Regions from separate parts of the Gasterosteus aculeatus genome. Here region 2 is linked to region 1. Evidence: chromatin contacts called from public Hi-C data. All regions are on one chromosome and are shown on one strand. Each heading gives the region's core, a stretch centred on a gene start, on an enhancer-like site or on the middle of the called end of the contact. The rest is flanking DNA. Distances are from core to core; before and after follow the strand shown.

Region 1 (7,677 bases), core at 1,718-4,217:
CTGACATGGTGCAACCTGATTTAGAGCATTGTGCAAGTGAGCAGAAGTCCCGACATCCATCTGGACCTGACATGGGCTTCTCCCCATGTGCAGCTGTGCAGATGTTGGCCCCCAAAGAGCCACGCGGACCAGAGATTAATGCATGCTGTGACAAACAGGAATTAATCAAGCAGCCGTGGATCTGTTTGCAATCACACGGTGTATTGTTGCCATAACTGTTTTACAGATGGAAAGGACTTAAGTGACTTCACCCTGTTTGTTTGGTTTGGTTTAGTTGGTCTTTTTCATCATCAATTATTTTTTACTTGTTTAATTCCTTGAACGCCTTTAGTTTCAAGTATGTTTTTCACCCTTTTTTAAGGCCCTTTGGCGGAATCCTCTGCTCACTCCCACACCATCACTACCGCGGGCATGCTGGTTCTTCATGTGATGATCTATCACCCAGCTGCTCAGTTACTGCCACTTCCACCGAGGCTGGTCCATTGCTCTGGTTGTCAAGTAGTAAATTGGCACTGAGACCGGTTTCCTCCACTAGAGACCACTTGTTGGCTGCTTACCTTTTAAAGCAGCGTGCCGTCTACTTAGAGAAATGTGCAGGGGTTGATAATGGTGCGTAACGATGGAATTATTCTGTTGGAAATGTAAACGTGAATTATTTATTTGTGAAGTGAGGGAAGAGATGGTGATCATCTGAAAAAGAATCCATAGGCCGAATGAATCATTGGAAACAAAAAGGCAGACGGACATGTTTAATTCATATAGATTACCCATCGATTGTGAATGTACTGTTGAAGAATGAAGTTTCATTTGCAGAGTTTGTGGACTATTTTTAGTTCTCCCGGATCAACGGGCCGCTCATTCATCCACGTCAACCTCGTCCTGCTGCAGACTTTATCACTTCCTCTGCTGTACGTTGGAGATGATGGGATCTACATGCGGATTAAGAGGGTTTTGACGTGCGTGCTGCTGTGACTAATCATATCACATTAAACTCTCATATTTAAGACGTACATGTATGGCTTAATAAAACTCAGCTACTTATCGACATTTCCTTAATCCGTTTAACGAACAAACTCATTACTTTTGCAAAAGCCTTTTTTCTTCGATGCTAAAACTGCAACTCATGGTCCGATATCAGATGGTGGTAGAAAAATGATGACTGCTGATATCCTCAGTCCTGCAATATGGATTTTGGTATTTCATTACTTATTTTGTCCCCTGAAGCTCGTCCCTGCCTGGGGGGGGGGACACGTTGTTTGTCCAGCCCGTTTGACCGTCTACTTTTAATTATCTGCACATGCAGCTAGTTGTCATTCCCCTCAGTGAGCATCTCATCTTAAATCGCCAGCGTGAGCCGATTAAAAAGCGGAGTTCCTCCATCGACTGCATGCAAAAAAAAAAAAGACAAAACCCCAGAACCAATATGATTATTGCCAACAGGACTCTGCACACGGCAGCCGTGACCTTAAGTGACTGAACTGCAGCCACATTCAAAAAAGGCACTGCTGCTGGTTGTAATGAGACACTAAGTAAAGATCCAGTCTCACTGCGTCCCGGATGTCCTCCTCTGCCTGTGAGCTGGCCCTATTTCCCCTCCTCTGGCCGGGTAACGGAATCAAACGGGGGCTGAAATAAGGCCCGAGTCGGCAGTCAGGCACATCCTGGAGGACAGGAAGTCGGCCGCCCTCTGAGCGGCGCTCTCCTGCCCTCTGCTGGTTCGATGCCGCGTTTTCACAGAGACACGCTTCTCCTTCTCCAGGCGACTTTGGCAGTTTGTCTAGTTTTCTGTGGCATCCGAGTCAGAGTAGAAATAGATATTGTGTGTTTTTTTGTTTATTCCTTGGCGGAGTGAGACGGATGTTGATGTGAGTTTGATCTGTCGGGATGAGAGATGAGATACAAGCGTCAGTGAGCAGCGTGAAAACCTGCCCGGCAGCATGGCTGCTTCTTATGAAGCGTTTCTTTCCCCACATGCTGCAAATCTGATATTTCTGTGATGGTTAAAAGGTACAATTCCTGACAAATAAGGCAGAAAATATGTACTGAAATTATAAAAGCAGGTCCGTTCTATTGCTTTGATTTCAAACATGAATTTTCCGATCACTGTCAGAAAACACAAATAAGTCACATTTAGCTGTTTTTGTCTTTTGAACTGATACGTCTCTCAGCTCGGGAGTCTAGTCATGTGTTTTTTTGCTTTAAGAAAGGACATAAAATATAAACCCTGGTTCTCCTAAAGTGCCACTAACGTTTGCTTTGAACTATTTGCAGATATACTTAAATATTTTCTGTGTAGCTGCATTTCAATGTTTTTACACATTCATAGAGGCCACTTTTTAATAATAATAAAGGACATTCCACTGTTAATACCATGAGAATAGTTGCAGAGAATTGTTGTCACTGAGTATTTATTCACTTTGGCACTGCTACTTTTATTAAGTAAAGGTTTGGTTGAGTACCACAACAATAAAAAAAGAACATTAAAGCCTTTCAGAACACAACTCACAAAATAAAGACATCAACAACACGGCCATTTGTTACCCGGCAACCGGCTAAGTAAGAACAGCAGAGTCATCAATAAGCCTGACATCACTCTGCTGCAGCAGTCATTAGATTCAAAACGTGAAATAACGAAACAAGCAGAATGCGTTGTGTTGCCTTCAGGCAGCGAGATTGACTTGTACAGCACATCACTGAATGCAAAGCAGCTCTCTCTCTCTCTCTCTATTTCCTCCTGTCATTCTCTGGGGGGGGGGGGGGGCGACGGGCCCCCGGAGGCCTGTGGGAGCCGGAGGCCCGTCAGCGGGGTTTGAGGCCGGCTCCAGCCGCCCCTCCCCCCCCCCCCCCCCCCCAGGGGAGCCGCTTGATTAATTGAGCTGGCTGATTTACGACGGGTCCGGCAGCTCGGCGCACACGTGCACGTGCACATGCGCTCGTACCTCGGAGTGTGTCTCCTCCTTTTCATCCCCCTGCGTGAGTCGCTGCCTGCGCACGTGTCTGCGCACGCGTTCCTTGAGTGCTGCGATTGTGTGCGTTTCCTCCTCTGAATGCTTCGTTATGCATAGCGAGTTACTCTGTTTACACATTTGTCATTCTGTGTGTGTGTGTGTGTGTGTTTGGAAAGAATCTCTCTCTCTCTACATAATTACAGCTTCCAGGCCCCAGCAAAGCAGCATGTGGTAGCCTGGATGTCAGGGCCGGCCAGGCCCCCAGCATTCCCACCGGGGTGAGTCTGGGGTCTGCTGTCCAGGCAGAACGCTCGGGATTGATGTGCAGTAGGTTGGATGGTCTGCAGCCAAAACATCATCAGGACCTCTCTTTGACTTCACATTCTTCTCACCACATTCTCCTTCTTGATGATGAACGTGGGTGCAGCGTGTAAAGTGAAAGGCGAGCAGGGTGCACACGTTGTGGTTCTTTTTCCTTTCAATGACACAAAAGCATGAAACTGTAAAACCTAAAAGATGTTAGCGGCTCTTGAATCCGATTGAGCTTAAATCTTCCAATAGGTTTCCTCTTTCCCGTTAAATCACCTAAACTTATCTTCAGCAGTTAAAAGGGAGTTCTTCATGTGTTAAAATAGAGATTCCTATGGAATTTTCAAGTACAACAACCCTGAGTCGAAGCCTTTCACAGGAAAGAGGAGGTTAGGGCCCAATGAGGTGGGGTTAAGGGCTGACGGGGCACACACAACACGCACAACACACACACACACACACACACACACAAATACCCAGAGCCCCTGGAGAAATTCCTCAGATTTTTGTTGTTTTTTCTCTGCGAGTGATAACGGCTAGAGGAGAGCTGGACGCTGCGCTGGAGAACGCTGAACTCTCACAATCACAGCACCTGACATTGTTTTGGCGTCGCGGTGCACGTGAAGTGTTCTGCTACGCCGTGTGTTTTGAGCTGGAGGGCTTCGGGACACTCGATGGAGAAATCCATCAGTCCAACGTGACGCGCAGCATTTAAGGAGGACGTGTAAACTTAAACACGTCTGTGCGGTGTGCTCGGCGTCAGCGCCAGATATCATCCCGCAAAGAGCACGTAAGTGATTGGGTTTAAAAATCCAAGCCATAAAAGGACATTTACATCTCAGCAGTAAATTCATGTGAGCGTCCCGAACGAGCCAGTAACTACAGCCTTTGCACAAATTCCACGTCATAAATTTTCACTGCAGTATGTAAAACATTTCATTTCCTTTCCTTCGTCTCAGGACTCCGAACCTCCTCTTGTACGTCTGAACGCAGTAAAGTCCCCCCCCCTTTGGGGTCAGCGGGACGGGGTCCCTGCCTCCTTTTCCTTACTGCAGTCATTCCTCAGCTAAAAAGCTTTTGGAGGCCGGATTGTTGGTCGAACCGGACTCTTCTGTGACGCGACACGTTGGTTATTCACGCAGAGATCAACAGGCCTCACCAGTCGTGCATTTTGTCAGTGCAAACTGTAATGGGAAATATTAGTTGCGGAACTAGTTTACTGACTAGAAATATAAATATGTATTTCATTTACTCCACAGCCCGCGTGCGTCAGAGGATCCCGACCGTTTGTCTTCCTGATCTGTCGTTTCCTCCGTTGTCCCGAAACATCTCTTATTAGCTCACTCGCCTGTCGCACAAGTTCTGTTTGACCGGCGGTCGCTGACGTAACAAAGAACGTGACACATCGACTAAAAGGGATCCAGAATGAATACCGAGCGGCCGGAACCGTGAGCACACAACGTGCTTAAAAAGGAAAGGCAATAAGACGTGAAGGGCTGCGGATGCGGATGTAACAGGAATTCAGGTCCACGTGTTTGTTCCCTGGATTGATTTGTAAACGGGGGCTAATTGTGCTGGAGGTGATTCGACTTTGCTCATCTGACTAATTCATCTAACGATTCCAATGTATTTATAATCATTTGAGAGCCACGGAAGATGCCAACATCTACGAAGGAGGCCTCAATGAGGGAGTATTTCAATACTCTCTGATAAACCAACTCTTTTAAAGGATACAGTCCTAAATACTCATTCGTTGAGGCGAACCTCTCTCTGCCGCCACATGCGAACTCCCGGAGCTCCAGCAGAGGCCAGTAGGGCGACACCGAAGGGAAACGCAGAGAAACGTCCCGGCGAGTCCCACAGTCGGACAGTTGACCTCTGTAGAAACCAGCGGCGCTCGTTTGAGTGAACGAGTTCCTGAGCAGCCGCGTTTTGTTTGGCGGCGTTTGCACAGGCAACAATTACAGGAAGCACGTCTTTAGTTCATGAGGCTATTTCGGAAAGAAAACACGTTTGAAAAACAATTTGTGCTTTTAGAGATTGAAAGAACGTTTTCTCATGTGGTGTAACGAAACGCGAACACGCATCATCAGCTTAAGTAAAAGCTGAGCTCCTCTTGGCACAGTTGGACCGTTCTGTCTGACACATGAGAGAAATACGGGATATGTAATAACGCAGAAAAGGCCTCTGCACCTCGGAGCATTGTTCTCTTTTCAACCCTGGACATCAAAGCCCGGCGCTTCGACAGGAGATGCGTTTTCCTTCCTTCAGCTGTGTTATCGTTCATGATCGATATCAAACAGACACACGGCGTAAATCAAACACCAGCGGGCCCGAATCTCTTTCAAGTACCAACAATCTCCGCCTTTCTGAAACAATACACATCTCTGGCAGTCGGTCTGTTTGCCAAGAGCAAGGAAGTCAGGAAGTATTGGCCAAACATACCCCTTCTGTAAATAGATGGGACACACACACACACACATAAAATACGGACACAAAACACAACCAGCTGCACACACACACACACAGATGGAGTCACTTTTGTCCACGTGCACCGGCAGGCAGCGCGTTTTCTCCCCAGAAAGCGTCGCACAAACGCAAGTGAGCTCGTCGTGCAAAAAAGCGTGCTGCCATTCACTCGTATTCACGCAGGAACCCGGTACAAAGCCAACAGCTCACACAGGAGGGAGGTCTGAAGTGCCCCCCAACGGGGATTCTGTCAGACTACGAGCTGAGAAGGAGGGGGGGGGGGGGCGGTCTGCAGGGGTTCACCACACTTCTGACTTGTATGGATACACATTTTTCTCAAGTTCATTTGAGCTTTTAAACGGCAACGTCGGTTTTCCTTGTGAGGCTTTTGCACGTTTGGTTTTTTAGACAATTTAGTTTTTATGAACAAGAAAAGTGTTACTTTACAAAGAGAGAAATTAGTCTAATTTATAGAATGGTGGGTTTTAATAACTTAAGTTGATACCATCAGTTTACCCAAATTTAGTATATTGAACTGATGTATGAAGCAATCTGTTCTACACGAACAAAAAGGAGTACACATAAATAATAAGGAATCATAAAGGAGACATAACCTGTTTCAAACAGGAATATTATTGCATAAAAGTTACTGACTTTATAAACAAACTAAATGAATCCACATAAATCAACTTATTATCTTTTTTCAGAGCTTCCCCTGGTCTTCATTGGTGGATGGAGTTGGTTACCATGGAGACTGTGGAGATCCACTCGATACAACAGAAGGTACCATGTTTCCCTCTAACACGTGGTGGAGAAGCTTGATCCACAGCTTTTAATAGGAGTAATTATCAGGGAGACATCTTCCGTTCCAAATGGACGCGCCTCTCGTCCCCTGTCGTCTCCTGCAGGACGCGAGGCCACACAGAGCGTCCTCCTCCGTGCCTCCATCATTGTGACTTCTTTCCTCGTATTGTAAACTCGCCCTGCGGCGTCCCAGCAGAAGAGAACGCCGCGGTGGGCTTTTCCCAGCAAAAAGGAAACGCTGTTTTCCGCAGGAAACGCCGTTTCTCCCGGGTCTTTTCAAGGACGTGGGGGGGTTTGTTTGCTTCCATGGAGTTCTCTCAGATAAGCTCAAATAGTCTGTTTTTTTTTTGATCTTCACATCCCTGCGGGGTCACAACGCTGCTCCACACGCCGTCCCCGCTGTCCCCGCCGTCCCCTACCGCCGCCATGTTTGTTTGTTTTCTGACGCTTTTGTTACTCGTGGAGGAGGGAAAACTTCTACAAAAGTTTGTTTGAGAGAGTCGGCTCTTATCTGTGGTGCTCCTGAGGGCAGGAAGTGAGGAGCCGGGGGGTGAAGAAAAGAAAGCTGCTGCTAATGTAATATAATAGACATCCCAAAAAGTGCAGGAGGTTGTGGAGTCTGCAGGAGAGGTTAGATCAGGAGGAAGTGAGGTTTCCCTCTGGGATTCAACGGGAAAACACGGGCAAAACTAAACCTGAGTCATGCAGGAAATATAAAAATACGTTGATTTACTCCTTTAGAGGGAAGTTGAAGGTCGTGGTGCGTTCAGGTGTTAAGTAGCTGTCCCTGCTGGTTTGTCTAGGCTACTATTAGATATCGGCCTTTGAATTTCACACATAAGTAGCCAATGAGTAAAAAAACACCACCCCACTCTTTGTGTCACTTGTTAATAATTCACTTTTCTTCACTCCCAACATGGTTCAGAGTGCCGTAAAAGGTGGGAGAACATCAAACTAAGCTACCTATTTTCTTGTAGTATTTTGTGCTAAGCTAATGAGCCGCCATGACACGAGAGCGCTTTCAATCTCCTCATCCAGCTGCAAGAAAGAGAATAAACACGTTCCCTGTATTCGGCTTGAGCGCGCTGGAGCTCCTCCACCTGCAGTCCGCGCACAGCTTCTCCTGAACAGAAGGTGTGCGCGTGTC
Region 2 (7,677 bases), core at 3,559-6,058, 76 kb before region 1:
AGACAAAGTCAGTCAAATATTTATTTATATATATATTAAAATATTTTAACCCAAAAAACCCTAAAACTCTCTGCTTGCCGGTCAGTGTGAATATCTTTCCTGGACATAAAGAAGCTCATTAATTCCTACTTAGTATTCTGATGCATAAGTAGAAGTGATATCAGTCTTTTCAGCCAACTCCAAACAAAAATGCAAATTTCCTTAAATGTTGTGTGTGTTTAATGAATGACACAATTTGTATGAATTTAAATTATTTAAATAGTGTCAACAGTCACAGTTACCAATCATTATTTGTCTATTAATGCCCTTCATGCTGTTCAAGGGATTTTATTCAACCGTTTTTATTTAACATTTACTTCACTGGAGACAGCCTGGATCCGCGTATTGTTCCAATAGTTGTCGCCTACTTATAACACTGACTCAAATACGAAAGCAAGCGTTCATTCTGCCCGTTCAACCGAGGAGAGGAAATAAAAATAAACTTGTTCATGCTGCAGAAATACATTCATTTTGTCTCATTTGAAGAGTATTTCATGTTCAAATTAACTCCTTATGGTCAGGAGCGATGGATTGAAGAGGTTACCTGTCTCAGGTTATTGGAAAACAACATGTCTGCATCATATGTGAAGGGAAAAAACATCAGAATATTTTAGCTTGAAAATAGCAGCACGAGGAGACAAAAGGAAGACAAGCGGTAGAAAGGAGGTGGTGGTGGAGCAGAGGGGGGGTTAGACAGATGTGTCGCTGATCATATCACAGCTGCATCAGTTCCCTGCTGTTTGGACTGAAATGTGTATGAACACTAACACTCTTGGCTGCAAACATCCAATTGTAGAGCTGCAGAGCCAAATATTAGAGCTACAGCAGCAGAGAGGGATCACTCTGCATCAAATTAACGGCACCATAATTCATGTGCAACCCTGCTGCATTATTAAAGCCTCAGGGCCGCTTATGTGTGACAAGATCAATTATAGGCATGTTTTCTTATCCTGGGGTGTAATTAGTGGTGTAACCGTGGAAAGTACGATCTGAAAGTACTTTCTGTACATCGTAAATGGGCGTGAGACTGTCCCTCAAAATGAAAGTACAAGTCGGTTTACCACCAGCGATAGAAAAAAAAAAAGACATAAGTAAACTTCTTTAGCGTCATATTACAGTCGAATCCAAGATGCCGTCCTTCTGTGTCCTTCTGTCATTACACACATGAAAAAAATAAATGCCGGTTTGAAATAAAAACAATTTGGAAGATGTCCACGTTGAATCTGAATGCGTCGTTGTGTTTTGAATGTGTTTCATGAGATTGAATAAAAAGGTGATTTCACGGTGGATAAAACTAATGCAATCACACTTTGTCTATTGATGTGCATGACGCGATACGTTTCCCCCGGGACGTCGACATCGCAGGGTCCTTGAGTGACCAGGAGGAGAAAGAGAAAGGTGTTTGCTTTGAGGTTACAGTTTATTACATCGAGAGCACGGGGTGGGATTTTACCTGATTACACATTGTGCTCGATTAATTAGAGGTCACTACATACATATTAGTTCTATTTAATTGCTTGTGTGAAAAAAATAAAAAAATTCAAATATTCCTCGTCTAAGTTTCCTCGATGGAAAGAAGTAGTTACTCACATTTTCAGGGATAAAACCCACAACTTTTCCCAAAGTTCTAAAATGAGATTTCTCTGCCACTAATTGGTAATGATTGTGTTTCTACTTGTGTGTGCTAATTAGGATGTTCCATTATTTGAAATAGCGTCAAATCTGATCAAACCAGACTCACACAGTTCAGGTGCTAAAGATACAATGACGTTTTGTCTATTGACGTGTAAAAATCACTAATTCTCGTGTAAGGCTCAGGGTTACAACCCTGGTTGTAAACAAGTGTATGACACTATTACTCTACTTCTTTATTTATTTATTATCTCAGTAAATATGACATACACTTTATTTTCTCACCATCTGGTTTTAAGTTTTCAATACAGCAGGATGTTCACTTAGTAGACGATAAAGCACAGTTCACTTTAGACGCGTGCGGTAACCTCCATTCATGCGCTTGGCGACAGAGAAACTGCCGACACAAGAGGCTTCAAAACGTTGCTCCTCAAACCATTCGGTAAAATGCAACCGCTTCTGATATAAAGTCTACGGAGTCTTACGTTACCCGAAGGCCAATGTAGTTCTCTAAGCCTTCTAAAGAAGGGTTATTACGGCGAGGACGTCCTCTGCAACGCGGTTACCACGGCGATGCACCGACTGGGACGAGAAAAGAGGCATTCAGTTGGTTGCAATCAGCAACCCTGATTGGAGTTGAATTATTCCACTGATAACTAATTATTTTTCACTATAAAATAGTGCAGTCGATCGAAAACTCAACGTCCCCTTTGAAAGACAGATTCAATAATTCCGGCCTCCAGGGATTCAGCAGCCCATGAATGATAATCATTTGTGATTAACGCCGAGCCAACCCCCCCCCCCCCTCCCGCCTTTGACATCGACGTCAGGATTAGATTGCCAGTGTGAAGACACTAAACAACTCAATTAAAACTGCCGGAGTCCATCAGCGGACGGAGAGCAGAATTCAATATGCTGACTTCGCGGCGGGCAGATCCCGTCTGCGATAACGCGCTGTGGAAGACGCCGAGCGTCGGACGCCTCAGCACCAGTCGAGTTCGATCAGCGAGGCATTCACAGGACCACGGGTCTACCCTCTGCAGCACGGAGCTTCTGCTGCACAGAAAATAATCGCTGGCTTTGTAGAAAAGTGCCATCTTTAAATTTAAGTTCTATTATTAATGAGCTGTAAATTTCATTTAAAAGATGGTACCGACTCATTGTTTGGCCTCGCCACTAGTATTCCCGTCCCTTTCCCAGGACGCCCTCGGCACTCATTTCTCCCTGTGGCTCAGGAAGCGCCGTCTCTCACCTGCAGTTAGCGCTCGTTAGCGGTTTGCATGTGTGTAGCTTCTTTTTTCAGGTTCACCACCTTCCATTGTTTGTATACCTGCTTTTAAGTGTTTAAATCCATAACAAAGCAGTTGGCGCTGTCCAAATGCATGTAAGATAAAGTTCAAATAGGTGAAAGAAACAGAAAACATTTATTGTTTTTCCATTTTTGGGACTCGCTGATAACATTTGGGTTTTTTTTTGTGTTAAGTAGCCATGAAGCGACTAGTTTATCCTAGCATGGTGGAAACTGTGTCCCTTTGTTGTGGTTTTTTGTGGCCTCTTCACCTCCCTTTAAGAAAGGTATATTTAACCAGCTGTGTTTTGCAAGATTAAAAGCACCTTTTATTTAACACATTTTGACCTGCCGTAGCAGGAAAACTGCAGCTATAAATAACAACATTAATGGCCACAGTTACTTAGCTTAGCGCTGCTCTTAAACGAATGCCATTAGTTCCACCTGTGCTTCTCTTGCTGCGACAAGTCGGAGCGTCTGCCGTGACAATGGACTCGTTGTATTTGGCTTCGTGCTTTGCTAAAGGCTCTTTATCGGTAAAGAGGATTTAGAGTGCTGGGGCCCATCCTGCACGGGACGAGTAAACATGAACCTTTTTTTCATTTTACCTGGAGGTAAATACTTGTGGCTCTCATGTGAAATTTGCCACTTGCTGTTTTTTACATGCATCTTTTAGGTTGTTTTGTGGTGAAACTTCTTCCAGCCTGTGATGCCTCCTGTGTGTCGGCTGCATGTGTGAGTTGTTGTTGTTGTTGAGTGAACCCCGTGTGGTGAGGATGTTTGGTGGTGCATTGACCCCGCAGGGCTTTGATAGAGAAACCTTCTCTACACAATGAAGTACATTACCGATCCAGTGAGTCCCGTCTTAATAACGTAAATATACACGGAGGCGAAACGTGTGCAGGGAATGTTTGCTCCGGAACAAGTCTGCAGACGGCCCTCGGCGAGCAGCGTGACCCCCACCGAGCCGGGGAGGATGGGCCGACTGAGACCAAAACAGCAGCAGATTAGCAGAAAAAAAAAACAGGGGAGGGGACTTTGTACTGTTAAACTGACAAAGAGTAACGTAACACTTGTTTGTTTTAACCTCCATAATGGGTGGGTGGGGTCGACCGTGGGTGGGGTCGACCGTTATGCAAAGACAATGACAGGAAAAGTGCTGGAACCAGAGCAGATAAAACCCATCGTGAGTTTATTTGCATATAACATGTCGGCTGCTTAGAAGAAGGGTTGTAATGTTGGCACATTCTCAGTCTCAAGGAGAATAAACTTTCATGCTCTTTATTCAATGTAAGGCGATTGAGCATATTGTGTTCAGTGATACTTTAGATGGTGTTTAATTGTTCCTACAAAATTGCAACAGCAATTTGACTAAAGACATAAGATGATATAATTAAAACTACACGCTGGATGGAGAGATAAAGACCCAATTTACATGTCACCTTTCACGAGACTTTGCTATTTGCGGTTGAGTTGAGACATTTTCATCAGTGTTCATCAGCACACATTAAAACTAATATATCATCCGTCTGGATGGTTGGTTAGACAGCGTAGCGGTTGGATTCGATAAACAGTATGTGGGAGAAAAATGTAATTACTGATTGGAACAAAAGCCCGGCACAGCGGGGCGTCAGAACAGATTCTCTAATCGATCATAAAAAGGAGACAGAGGGAAGAAAACTTGTGAAAGTATTATTTCAGTCAGTTGTGATTAGATTGTGGATGATTGGAGGAAGGGTTTTAAGGTTTGAATCCTATTTCTTCCTGCTGCAGCAGTTGCACACATACAAAGACTGTTTTTTGGGAAGCAGAATTCCTCACCCTCCTTTTTTCGTTTTGTGTGGGTGAGAGGTCCATCCAGCGAGCTGTTGTGAAACCCTTTCTGTGTCATGACTCACAACTACTGTTCCTTATCCCTCCACAGAGGGTCGACTGAACGCTGTCGTTGGAGAAGTGGCCTCCACCCTTGAACTCGAGGAAAGCAGAAGTGAAAAGCGCAGTGAAGCTGATCCGCTGAGGTCAAACCAAAATATACAACGAGGACACGATCCGAGGCTGAAGACGTGAATCATCACAACAGGCCAGCAGGGGGGGGGACACGTCTACCGTCCACATGGCATGCCGCCTTCTCCTTCGCTCGGTGCACCAAAGCCGCAGGAGCTCCCGTTATCTCGTGGTTTTCGTTTGGCGTTTTAAGCGGGAACCGTAAATTCTCCCATTCTGTAGGAACATCCTCCCAACGGCCGCGGGGGACGTGGCCTCGTGTCCACCAGGGCGTGCGTGAGGGTTTATAGAAGTCAGTGCGATATTAATAAACCCAAAATGAGCAAGGACGGGCCCTGTGGAGCGCATCGCCCAGGCCGTTTGAAGCGGGACTCCGCGCTCGGTTCGCGGTCCCGGCGGTGAAGCTGGCGCGAGCAAACTACTTGTATACCAGGGGGTTCCACAGAGATTAATAGAATGTTTGGAGATGCTTTAGGAACAAGAGGTTCCTACAAACCTTCATTTGAGTAAATCATTTGCAACCAAATCAAGTTGTTTACGGGATGTTCAACCTCTGCTTCTTCATATTTTACTACCTGAATGTTCCTTCGCAGGGATTGTACGAAGGCAGTAAAGTAGCCCATGAATACGAGATACGAGCTTCCAGATAATTACAATCGCTCCTCAGCTTGGTGATTTATGGCGTGGTGTCGGTTCCAAACTGGCGTGCGCCCCAAATGGGCACTAAACCAGTAAACCTTGAAGGGATGTCGTTTTTTCCTGCCAGGTGCTTAGATGGGTCGCTAACGTTGTTAGCAGCTCTGATAACGCTAACGGCTGATCTGAACCAACAGAAAGGTCAGACAAACACAGATCGAAAGAGGATTGTAAAAATCCATTTACCAACTGCTTTAGGAAATCTGTTTATCTGAATAGTACTTGCTTCCGTATTTGGCTGTAACTGTGAGACTGTATTTCGTCCGTTTCTGGGACGTTTGAGGTGATGAGGTCTACCTCCCTTCCTGAACAATACAATAAAAGTCCAGCATTTTCCAGCAAGTCAGGGACACAATTACAGATGGATATCAGGGGTTTTGCTGAGCTCCACTTTGAGTTGTGCATTTTTTATTTCTACAGTTTTTCCATCCGAGCAGTGTCTTAAAAAAAATAATTGCTTGGTTCACGCTGTTTGGGTTTTTTCCACATGCGCTTGTATTTCACGTAAAGCCACAGAACATTACTGTGAGCCGGTGAATCTTGAAGTTTCTGCATGCTGAGGAATTAAATATGAGACCGATGTTTGGTTCAAAAATGTAATCGTATTGATTTATGTAACCTGGTTGAAAAAAAATAACTATGTTGCACTTTCGAGATTACGTTCAAGATTACTTTAAAATGTATTCTCCATTCAATCTTGCCTCAGTGGTTCAAACAGGGCTTCACATATTCTCTTTGGACCTTCACGGTCTCAGGAGGCCTCGAAATAGAAGCAGGACCCTGGAATTATTCAATCCAAGGCCCCTGAAATATGGATCACAGAACTGGTCGAGAGAGATTGCAATCTGCATGAATACACATGAAAGAGCAATTGCAGACGCACACACACACACACACACACACACATGTGCAAATGCCTACCAAGGTTCAGTTTGGAACAGATTAGAGAGCTTAGCAGTAAAAGATTGTGGTTTGTGTTTTGAATATGTATTTATTATTATTATTCAGGCTGCGTAACTTATCAAATAAATCAATGATGACTTTTTGTTTGTCTCGTTGGTGACGGCCCCGTGTTTGTTGGATCCATCCACCCCGGCCCCCCCGCACCCCCCTGCCTGCGCGGCCCTCGTTGCCCTTTGCACCATCTGACTTGTTTACACCAGCTGCCCTGAGAGTCTGACTGCTGTGGGTTTCTTATTTGAAAGCCTGCTGCACGTATAATATGTGAGCAGCTTTAGGCAGGATTGGTCATTTTCAACTTGCACATGACGGAATCAGACATTGAACTGCTGCAGAGTTGCATAAATTATGTCACCTTGTAAAAAAATGATAGATTGTCTGGCCCGACAGGTGTTTGCTGAAATCACAAGCATGAGAAGGTACAACCCTCCTTTGCAGAAAATGAGCCGCTGAGACGAGCAAAAGGAGTGTTTTCAAGGCGATCACACACTAAATCAAATACGCTCTTTAACGAATAAAAACACGACCGTGAGCAACAGAGACGAGGTTTGCTACAGCTGACGCGTTTGCACAGTCTCACTCGGACGGTGGCGGAGCGGAGCAGACGGAGGATGAGAAAGCAGCAGGTGTGCCTTATCAGCTTGATCTGCACCAGTTAACCCGGTCTGCGGCCCAGTCGCTCTCTAATGGAGGCGGTCGGCTGGCAGGTATTCTTCTCAGCCCCCACTCACTCTGCCTCATGTCGCTCCATAAGGGCTCATCTTATGATTGAAGAATCTGCAGGTTTTATTATGTTTTCATGGTGTTGAGCGAAATACTTCTTCTAGTGACCGGATAGCACATTATCCTTGTTACTTGAAGGCCTGTTGGTGAAATATTTGCATTAAACGGCTAGTTTAGGTTTACTTTACCGGGGGGGGGGACTTTGAATGTGTATGAGCCTTGTAGCGGCTTTCAGGGGACGACTGGTTGCAAAAGAAGTGTGAATTCTCTCTAGTTTCAAGTCTTTTTCAACACAGCATGATGTTCATTTAGTAAGTTATGCAGTTTAGGGTCCA

What was found. Hi-C and Micro-C count contacts between places; a contact is called where the count stands out from the background.
Region 2: a contact with region 1 is called in a Hi-C map of skeletal muscle, with 6 times the contacts expected there. The contact joins two enhancer-like sites. A contact is called at or near these places in 3 of 6 Hi-C or Micro-C datasets (skeletal muscle and tail fin).

The regions. Positions count from the first base shown.
Region 1 is chr4:3,531,186-3,538,862 of fGasAcu3.hap1.1, reverse strand. No RefSeq gene overlaps it. Among protein-coding and RNA genes, the nearest start is that of ankrd50, 57 kb to the left of the region's middle. Within about 2 kb of position 2,967, at least 1 of the 9 cell types and tissues checked has open chromatin away from gene starts, as enhancers often do.
Region 2 is chr4:3,608,847-3,616,523 of fGasAcu3.hap1.1, reverse strand. All of the region lies in intron 1 of LOC144406283 (a long non-coding RNA gene), which reads right to left. Among protein-coding and RNA genes, the nearest start is that of LOC144406282, 10 kb to the left of the region's middle. Within about 2 kb of position 4,808, at least 2 of the 9 cell types and tissues checked have open chromatin away from gene starts, as enhancers often do.